Linked DNA regions of Mus musculus: region 1 is linked to region 2. Evidence: chromatin contacts called from public HiChIP or PLAC-seq data. All regions are on one chromosome and are shown on one strand. The core of a region is the stretch at or near the end of the contact, and the rest is flanking DNA. Distances in the headings are between cores, read along the strand shown. Region 1 holds the start of Ccdc89 (coiled-coil domain containing 89). Region 2 overlaps Me3 (malic enzyme 3, NADP(+)-dependent, mitochondrial).

Evidence for each region. HiChIP or PLAC-seq counts read pairs in DNA pulled down with a chosen protein or histone mark.
Region 1: a contact with region 2 is called in an H3K4me3 HiChIP or PLAC-seq map of the 230-238 cell line, with 8 times the contacts expected there. The contact joins the promoter of Ccdc89 here to the enhancer-like site in region 2. A contact is called at or near these places in 8 of 39 promoter capture datasets (the 3T3-L1 cell line, the HPC-7 cell line, HPC-7-derived erythroid cells and 4 more) and 1 of 115 datasets of contacts at active chromatin or transcription factors (the 230-238 cell line).

Annotation. Positions count from the first base shown.
Region 1 is chr7:90,424,686-90,429,411 of GRCm38.p6, forward strand. Ccdc89 (coiled-coil domain containing 89) reads left to right here and starts at 1,627. Exons shown (of 1, transcript NM_027298.1): 1 at 1,627-3,979. The coding sequence starts at 1,899. The coding sequence ends at 3,011.
Region 2 is chr7:89,848,123-89,852,292 of GRCm38.p6, forward strand. It overlaps Me3 (malic enzyme 3, NADP(+)-dependent, mitochondrial), which reads left to right. Exons shown (of 14, transcript NM_181407.4): 11 at 486-628; 12 at 1,472-1,645; 13 at 2,211-2,309; 14 at 3,614-4,170. The coding sequence ends at 3,775. Among named protein-coding and RNA genes, the nearest start is that of Ccdc81, 53 kb to the right of the region's middle. Within about 2 kb of position 2,504, at least 24 of the 459 cell types and tissues checked have an H3K27ac peak or open chromatin away from gene starts, as enhancers often do.

The DNA.
Region 1 (4,726 bases), core at 377-2,876, 580 kb after region 2:
CAATAACAGGGTCTTATCAAGTCTTGGTGGGCAACTAAGAAGAATGAAGATAGCCTGGGTCGTTTTAGGAGTCTCTGGATTTTTTGATCAATAGCTTTAAGGCAAATGTCTTGTTCCTGATGCTTAGCTCTTTGTTTCATGATCTATGGCTTCTAGGGAGAAATATATATGTGTGTTTGTGTGTGTGTGTGTGTGTGTGTGTGTGTGTATTCTAATATTTATATTTTAAAAGATTATAAAATAGGTTTACTCAAACTTTTTCAAACATCCTATGTGTTAGTATTCCTCCTCCTGCACCCTCAATAAATCTTTTGAAGTTCTTTGCTTTAATTTAGAAAAAAAATCTATCGATTTTGATGTTACAGAAGTTAATTTGTACTTAACAAAATACATTTTTAAATGTGGAAAAACTATTCAATAAAGATCTCTGAATATCTGTTATGTGTGTGGGCCTTAGGTAGGTAGGGAGGGAGGGAGACAGTTATTCCAACCCGGAGAAACAACTGATGTTAATATTTTGAGAGTTTTTCCTGTTCTTAGAAAATATATTTTATAATTTCAGTTTGTTATATCACATAACCATATAAGGTAATCAACAAATACAATGTTCACTATATGTAAAACAAGAAGAGACACATTCAAATTTTCTGGTCATTTGCTCTTTATATTCTGGATGAAAGTCAGTTAAGAGTGTCTATGCTAACTAAAAGTGCTTTAACTGTATTGAGAGCCAGTAACTGTCCTTGTGGGGAGCTGTTTGTTTGAAATAATCTGAAGAAGAAGGAGGAGGAAGAGGAGGAGGGGGAGGAGGAGGAGGAGGAGGAGGAGGAGGAGGAGGAGGAGGAGGAGGAAGAAGAACCTTGTGCAAAGCTTCTGCCATCTACCTCATAATAATTAAGAAGCTTGGAATCTAAATATCCAAAAGAAACAGCTAATTGAGCATTATCATGTTTAAAGGGAAATCATAATTAATGAGAATTATATCCATTTATTTTTACTGACTTTGGTGGATGAAATACCATCTAATTTTTGCTTGCATTTGTTGGATCATTCTTGAGATTCATTGCTCAGCTGTTTCTGTCTCGTTTTTAAAATGTATTTATTTATTTCTCTTTCAACATGGTGCTCTATTAATGCTTCTAAGGTTTTTATTAATATGTCAATCTTATCTGACACTTTTATACACACTCGACTATCACTCTTGGCGTCTTGTCAAACAGACTTGTATCTCCATGTTTCCAGTGTGCAAGGCACAAGTGTAATCAACCATCATGGGGTGTGTTGTTGTTTTGGTTTGGTTTTTGGTTTTTGTTTCTGATTTGATTGCATCTGTATTGTTCATTGCGTTTCTGTCTGTCCATTTATTTTCCCAATAGATAAACAGGAGGATTGAGTGTCTAACTAAAGGTGTCCACTCCCAAAGATAAGGTTAGAGTTAAGGGAAACAAAAGAAATTTCATTTATAGCAGCTGAGCTAAGACTTGGGTCCAGACTCTCCTTTGTGTGCACCCATGGCGAATTGTTTCTATAGACAGCAGTTTCTTTTCAGAATAAAGAGCAGAGTAAGTCACTGTAAGCTTACTTTGTTTACTCTTATGAGAAATCAGGATTTGTAGAGAATAGGAAGCTGACTTTGTGGAAGGCTTATGTCTTTGCGGCACAGGCGGGACAGTGGCAGTGAACTAAGAACTGTGATTGGTTTAAACGACATGCGTAGCCTGACCAGATTGGCCCTGAACTCCCCCTATTACCTCACTGCGTTCTGCAGGCCTGTCCACCAATTATAGGACTCCTTACTGGAAAAACCAACCGCTGGAGAGTGCCAAGCGTCCATAGCAACGCCCCTTTGAAATCAGAAGGGGGAAAGACTGAAGTCAGTTCTCCCGCAGAGCGCGTCTATGCCGCAGGAGGAGAAGACTCTTAGGATGGATACCCCACCCCCCGACGAGATCTTAGGAAAACAAAACGAAAACCTGCAAAACCAGGATGAGGAATTGGGGTTTAAGGAAATGGACGGTCTGAGAGAAGCTTTGGCCAACCTTAGGGGACTGTCTGAGGAGGAGAAGGGCGAGAAGGCAATGCTTCGCTCCCGCATCCAAGAGCAATCCCAGCTCATCTGCATCCTGAAACGCAGATCCGACGAGGCCCTGGAACGCTGCCAGATCTTAGAACTGCTCAACTCGGAGCTGGAGGAGAAGAGGCTGCAGGAGATGGAGAAGTTGAAGGCCCAGAGTGAGCACATCCAAAAGCTGGAGAATCACTTCATGATCCTGGCATCCAACCACGAGCAGATGATTCGCTTCAAGGATGCGCACAAGAGTGAAAACGTCAAGCTGAAAGAGGAGAATGCGAGGCTGAGGCAGGAAAACAACAGCCTCTTCAGCCAGGCTCTGAAAGACCAGGAGGCTAAGGTACTGGAGCTCACTACACTCAACAAGGCCCTGGTGGAGGAACTGGAGGTCTTGAAACAGAGATGCGCTCACGAAGCTAGCCAGGCTCAGGCCCGAGAGGAGGAGCTGCTGGGCCTGCAGAACCAGCAAGCCTGTGACCATGCCAAGGAGACCGAGGAGCTGCGCAGCCAGCTGCAGAGCATCAAACAGCAACACCAGCAGGCCACGGAACAGATGGGAAAGGAGCAAGAGGCTAATCTCAACCTGAACCAGGAGCTGCAGGCCAGGCTGCAGACTGTCCTGCGAGAGAAAGAGGAGCTGCTGCAGCTGTCCATGGAGAGAGGCAAGGTGCTTCAGAACAAACAGGCTGAGATCCGCCAGCTTGAGGAGAAGTTGGAGACAGCAGCCATGGCTAAGAAGCATGCGCTGGAACGCTTTGAGCAAGAGGCAGTGGCCGTTGATAGCAACCTGAGAGTTCGCGAGCTTCAGCGCAGGGTAGATGGGATCCAGAAAGCTTATGATGAGCTGCGTCTGCAATCAGAAGCCTTCAAAAAGCACAGCCTGGATCTCTTAAGCAAAGAGAGAGAGCTTAATGCCAAACTCCGCCATCTCTTTCCATAAGAGAAATTGTGCTTCCTGTGGTCTCCAGTCAATATTTCAAGTCCATGTGCCTTAGATTTATGGCAAAAGCAAAGATAATTCATTTACTATACTTTTAAGTACAAAAACTACTTTACTATGACGTTGTTGTTGTTACTGTTGCAAAGTTAATGTTAATTTTCAGTTACACCCACTAGAACACATTTAAGATTAACCAGTGTTCCCCGCTGTACCTTCAAAGGTTTCTTAAGATTATCCGTATCTTCTACCTCATAACTCACTCATTCTCAGCCTCAGACATCTTCCTATAGATAGCTTGAAAAGATGTATGATTTAATGGATCCTAAAATAAACATGCTATCGTGGGGGAAAAAAGGGAAGACACAGCCCCATTAGCCATTGCAGAACAATAGGCTTACAACACTGTAGGTGGGCGTATAAACAAACAGAAGTCAGCATGGTAGGACAAAAACTTCTCAGCAAAAAGGCTCTAATTGGATCTGATTTTGTATTAGCTTGGCAAAGCAAAAGTTTGATCATTCACTTGTGTGCCAAAGTGTAAAAGCTAGCTCTGATACATTCATTCTATTGAGCATTAAGATTCAAGTTCGTTACATCAACCAATTCTAATATTTTCTGCAAGTCTATCTTACTTCCACTTTCTTGGTTTTTCTCCTTAATAACTGAGAGGATTTAGACATTCTCTATTGAGACTATTTTACAATATGCTAATAGGCAAAAAAATTACCTCAATTTAAGGTAACTAGTCATAGCAGATTTTGGTAGCAGCTCATAAATTGTTTTCTGTTTCTGTCAATACATTTTGTGTAATTTTGTGTTTTAAAAGTCCAAGCTGAATGCGTATATGTGTACTTATGGCATTCTTTGTAGGAATAATTCAGTTTTGTAAAAGTAGCTATTTAACAGAGTTAAATGTAGATTAATGTAAAGTTCCTAAGGAAGTAAAGTTATCAAGTTAATTCCTAGAATATAATTTATTTTCTTATTTCTCCTATATTTAGTCATTGTTATATGCAATTATGAATACCTATAAGATAGATTATAGCATAGCAATTTTCTCATTCACTTGGTGCCAGGAACATCAAAAGTTACATAGCAAGTTTGATTTACTTAAAAGAACTATTACTTGGGGGCTTTCTTTGCCTGTTCTTGTTAGTTGTGCGTCTGTTTGCTTGCTTGTTTTGTGTGTGAGAGAGAAACATACACAGCCCAGGTTGCCTTTGAACTTATTTCCTAGACAATGTCATGATATAAATGAAGAAGGACGCATAGAGAATGTGATTGTTGCTTTCAAGTATTTTTTTTCTTTAATGATTTAGATTTTTTGTGTGTGGGTGCTTTGCCTGCATGTATGTACTCATCATGTATGTATTCTAGGAGCTCAGAAGATGGTGTCAGATTCTCTGGAACTAGAGCCATAGATGGTTGTGAGCTGCCATGAACTGAGCCAGGGTTCTTAGCAAGAGCAGTAAGTGCTCTTAGCCACTGGGTCCTCTGTCCACCCACCACCGAGTCTAACACTTTTCACATTCAAAGAGAGGATGCGTTGTCACTATTTTATAGATGAGACAGTGAGACTCTAAGAGGGTGGCTTAACTAGAGCCATGAAGACCCAGAGAGGCTGAGGGAGATGCAAACTGAAGGCTCTTAGGCAGGATGCCAGGGGACTCCTTGACTTGCTTTAATCTTCATCACTGTTACAAAATCAGAGTTTT
Region 2 (4,170 bases), core at 1,254-3,753:
GCACAGCTCTTTCCCCTCTTCTATGTCTGGTTCAATGCCGTAAACTTTTATTGAGTGACGTCTGTATACAAACTATAAAAATGAAGGACCGGAGTTGCAACTTGTTAACACAGAATGATATAATATGGTAGGGAAGGACAGTATTGCTCTCTAGCATGAAGGTGGGCTCTCCTTGCACTCCAAGACAGGGACCCTGGCACCTGTCTCTGTACTAGAGGAATACTCTGCTCTCAGCAACATTCAGGAGGGCCTTAAAGATCAGAGACCTAAAACAAACCAGTGGTCTCTGTGGAATGAGCAGGTCTTAGCTAACTCAAGCAACAGGATTCGTTTCCCTTCTGTTCCCTCAGCCCCGATAGCAGATTTTATTCCCAAGATTCCCAAGTCTGTCATGAGGTACCTACTTCCCTCCCCAGTGCCACATGAAGAGAAACGGGATATTTATACCCAGTAGGCCTTCCCTACTACCCCCCTTTTCCCTGTAGGTGTCGCTGCCATCGCAGGAGCCTTCACGGAGCAGATTCTGAGGGACATGGCTTCCTTCCATGAGCGCCCTATCGTCTTTGCCCTGAGCAACCCCACCAGCAAGGCTGAGTGCACAGCTGAGAAGTGCTACCGGGTCACCGAGGTCAGCGGGGAGTTCTTTCTCCCACCAGCTGAGAGAAAGTAGTAACAGTTACACCAGAAACCCTATATGGGTGACAGAGAGTGCCCCGTCATAGTAAGCAAGCTGAGGTTTAGAACGATGAAGAGAACACATGGAGGGACCCATGGCTCCGGCTGCATATTTAAGAGAGGATGGCCTTGTCTGGGATCACTGGGAGGGGAGGCCCTTGGTCCTGTGAAAGCTTGATGCCCCAGTGTGTGGGACTGCTGGGGGGGTGATGAGGTGGGAGCGGGTAGGTGGGTGGGGGAGCACCCTCATAGAAACAGGGGGGAAGGGGAGTGAGTTAGAGGAGTTTCGGAGGGGAAACCAGGAAGGGGGATAACATTTGAAGTGTAAATAAAATAACCAATAAAAAATTTATTTAAAAAAAAAAGAAAGATGAGTCAACTTTCCAAACATCATCAAACTAATAAAGAATAGAGCTACCTCTGAAACTTAGAATTAACTCCAAAACCAAAGCTCTCCCCATGATACTGTGCTTCTCAATGCTCCAAAGCTCTGGATAGAGCTTTATCCAGAACCATGCTTCTGTATTCTCTAGGCAACTGACCAGACTTGGCCCTTCCAAATGTTGGGGGGAAGGGTCACCATGACCACCACTGTCAGTAACTTAAAGGGAGGTGGGGCTTAGCTTTCTGGTCAGATAAGTAAATTGTTCTTAGAGTACTTACCAAGTTCTCACTACAGTTCTGAACACTTAAGGGAGAATGAAGCGGACCCCATATTTAAGAGACAAGAATAGACTACCATGACTACTCCAAACCTGTCTCCATGATCCAGCTCTTGTTTTCTTCCTGCCTCCAGGGCCGAGGAATCTTTGCCAGTGGAAGTCCTTTTAAGAGTGTGACTCTGGAAGATGGCAGGACATTCACTCCTGGTCAGGGAAACAATGCCTATGTGTTTCCTGGGGTAGCTCTGGGTGTCATCGCTGGTGGGATCCGGCACATCCCAGATGAAATCTTCCTCCTGACGGCAGAGGTACCACTGTCTTTTCTTCCTAGGGTGCTTCTAATCTAATAGGGTTGGTGGATCAACACCAGGTCTTTAAGCCTGGTGACCCCTGGATTCGTCCTCTCATCTCTTCTGCCCACTCACTGCCCCCCAACACTGGCATTAGAGAAGAAACAAGGCTGGAAAGGAAAACTCATAGAACCATGACCAGAGAAATGATTTTGTTTAGATGACCATTTAGAATATCAAGCGTGTCGGAGGAGACTAGAATCCAAGAAGTAAGGAACCCAGAGACCATTGTGTAACAGGCTGTGGCCAACCAGAGGACAAAAAGCTTTGTTTGCCGGTCACAACTACATCCTTCTTGGTCTTGGTGATTTTCTTTTAGAATTCAGGGAGTCCCGTGCTGCTTTGAACATCAGCCATATTTACTATAGACAGAATGAGTCTTTGTTTAAGCCTAGCATTAAGCTTCCTTATGTGGCACAGGTTGCAGTACCTGGGCAAGCTTTGGGATAAGGGGATGGATTTGTTCTGTGATGAAAAAAAAAAATCAACCTATCTCTCTCCCTTCCCCTCTCCCTCTCTCTAGCAAATTGCCCAAGAAGTCTCTGAGCAGCACCTGTCTCAGGGGAGACTCTACCCACCACTCAGCACCATCCGAGATGTGTCTCTGAGAATTGCAGTCAAAGTAAGGGGTATCCTACTTGTATCCCTCTGGCATGGGTAGTAAGGCTCCACCTATTCCTCTGACTTCAGGAGAGCTAAGGGGATGGCAGCCAGGGAAACATCCTGAGCTCCCTGAGCATCCCTGCATGCACACCAAAGACTGAGTGACAAACTCTTGCCTGCTCAACAGCCTGAGTCCCAAATACCCATTCAGGCCAATTCTAGGAAAGCACCCAGATTTCCTCCAAAACATCAGGAAAGGCCACCAGAGGCCATGGTCTTGTGAACCAGAACGTGGGTGGAATTTTTTTCTTAATGAATCATAGTCAGTCATTTATGAGAAAGGTCAGCTTGCATAGCCTCATGGCAAGGACTCGGGCTTTGGAGTCCTTACTCTGGCAATCAGCAGATATCTTTACTTCATTCCACTTCGGTTCTGAAGAGGTCAGAAGTTCCTCTCTCCTGGAGCTCTGGAGACTAAATGTTCCTGCTAAGCATGGCACATGTTTCTTTTCCCTCTTTCTCTCTTTAAGAGGTGAGGAGGTGATCAGGTTCACAGAATATTCCAGACTGTGAGATTATGCAAAAGCGATAGGTTTTCAAATACAGCACAATACAATAAAGACCAATTTCAAATAATAACTATCCAAGCTGGATAATGGATACGTATCATTCCCATTAGTGTATATGGCTTTTTCTGTTAGAATGACAAATAATTTCATAAACTGCACTGCTCAGCAATACATAGTTAGTTGACTATGTATTAAGTCAGCAGTACATGAGTTAGTTGTCCAGGGCAGGCACCCTTAAACCGCAGCTGTAAAGTCCAACAACTTAGTCCCAGTCCAGCTCAGCCACCACACTTCCTTCATTAAGGCTATTTGTTCATAAGAAAATCATCCAGTTCAACCTCTCAGCCAGCAAGGGAATGGCCTCTATTCACATCGCTCTAGGAAAGGGATATAATTACTCTGCTTACCGACTAGGACACTGAAGTACCCATGAAGCCTGACATGGCTGGAAACCCACAGGGAGTGGGAAGCAGGTGAGATAGGCTCAGCCTCTTTTAGCCTGGCCCAGGCATGAGGTATGAACCCTTTATCTCCGGAGCTCTGGAGAGGGAGACTACAAGCCTCTTGGGGGGGAAGTAAGTACTATCTAGAAAGAAAGTTCTAACCCTCCCCTTCCAGTGGTGTCGTAGGTCACAACTGAAGAGAAACACTGGTTCTTTAGGAGATACTCCTTAGCCCCTGGCTGCCAAGTAAGGAGCCTTTAAGACAGACTTACCCATAGATCTAGTTCCTCACCCGAACATATTTTTCCTAGGTCCTCGACTATGCATACAAACACAACTTGGCCTCCTACTATCCAGAGCCCAAGGACAAGGAGGCTTTTGTAAAATCTCTGATCTACACTCCAGACTATGACTCCTTCTCACTAGACACCTACAGCTGGCCTAAGGAAGCTATGAGTGTTCAGAAGGTCTGACGCAGTCTCCAGAGATGGTTTGGGCTGGATGAAGAAATACAATATAAACCGGTTCCAAAATGGCCAGTCTTGTCTCTGTGGTTATATTTGTCATTTGTCTTCCTTTGGGTTTGGGGGTAGATGCTAAGGCAAACAGCGATGATAGCTTTGTTCCTGAAGGCCCTGGAGACTCATTTTCCTATAACCTTTGTCTGAATTCCTTTCTGAATATCTCTTTTACTATTAATTGCTATCTACTAATCAAACCTTCTGGAAATTTCTGCCTAGAACCTCACCTTTGTAGAGGTAAAGGTCTAGATTGGACATGAGTCCTTTTTCATAAGAGAGAAAGTGTTATGTCCATGAAAAAAAAAAGTTAATATAGAAGACAGCATGCTCGGAGGAGAATGGACACT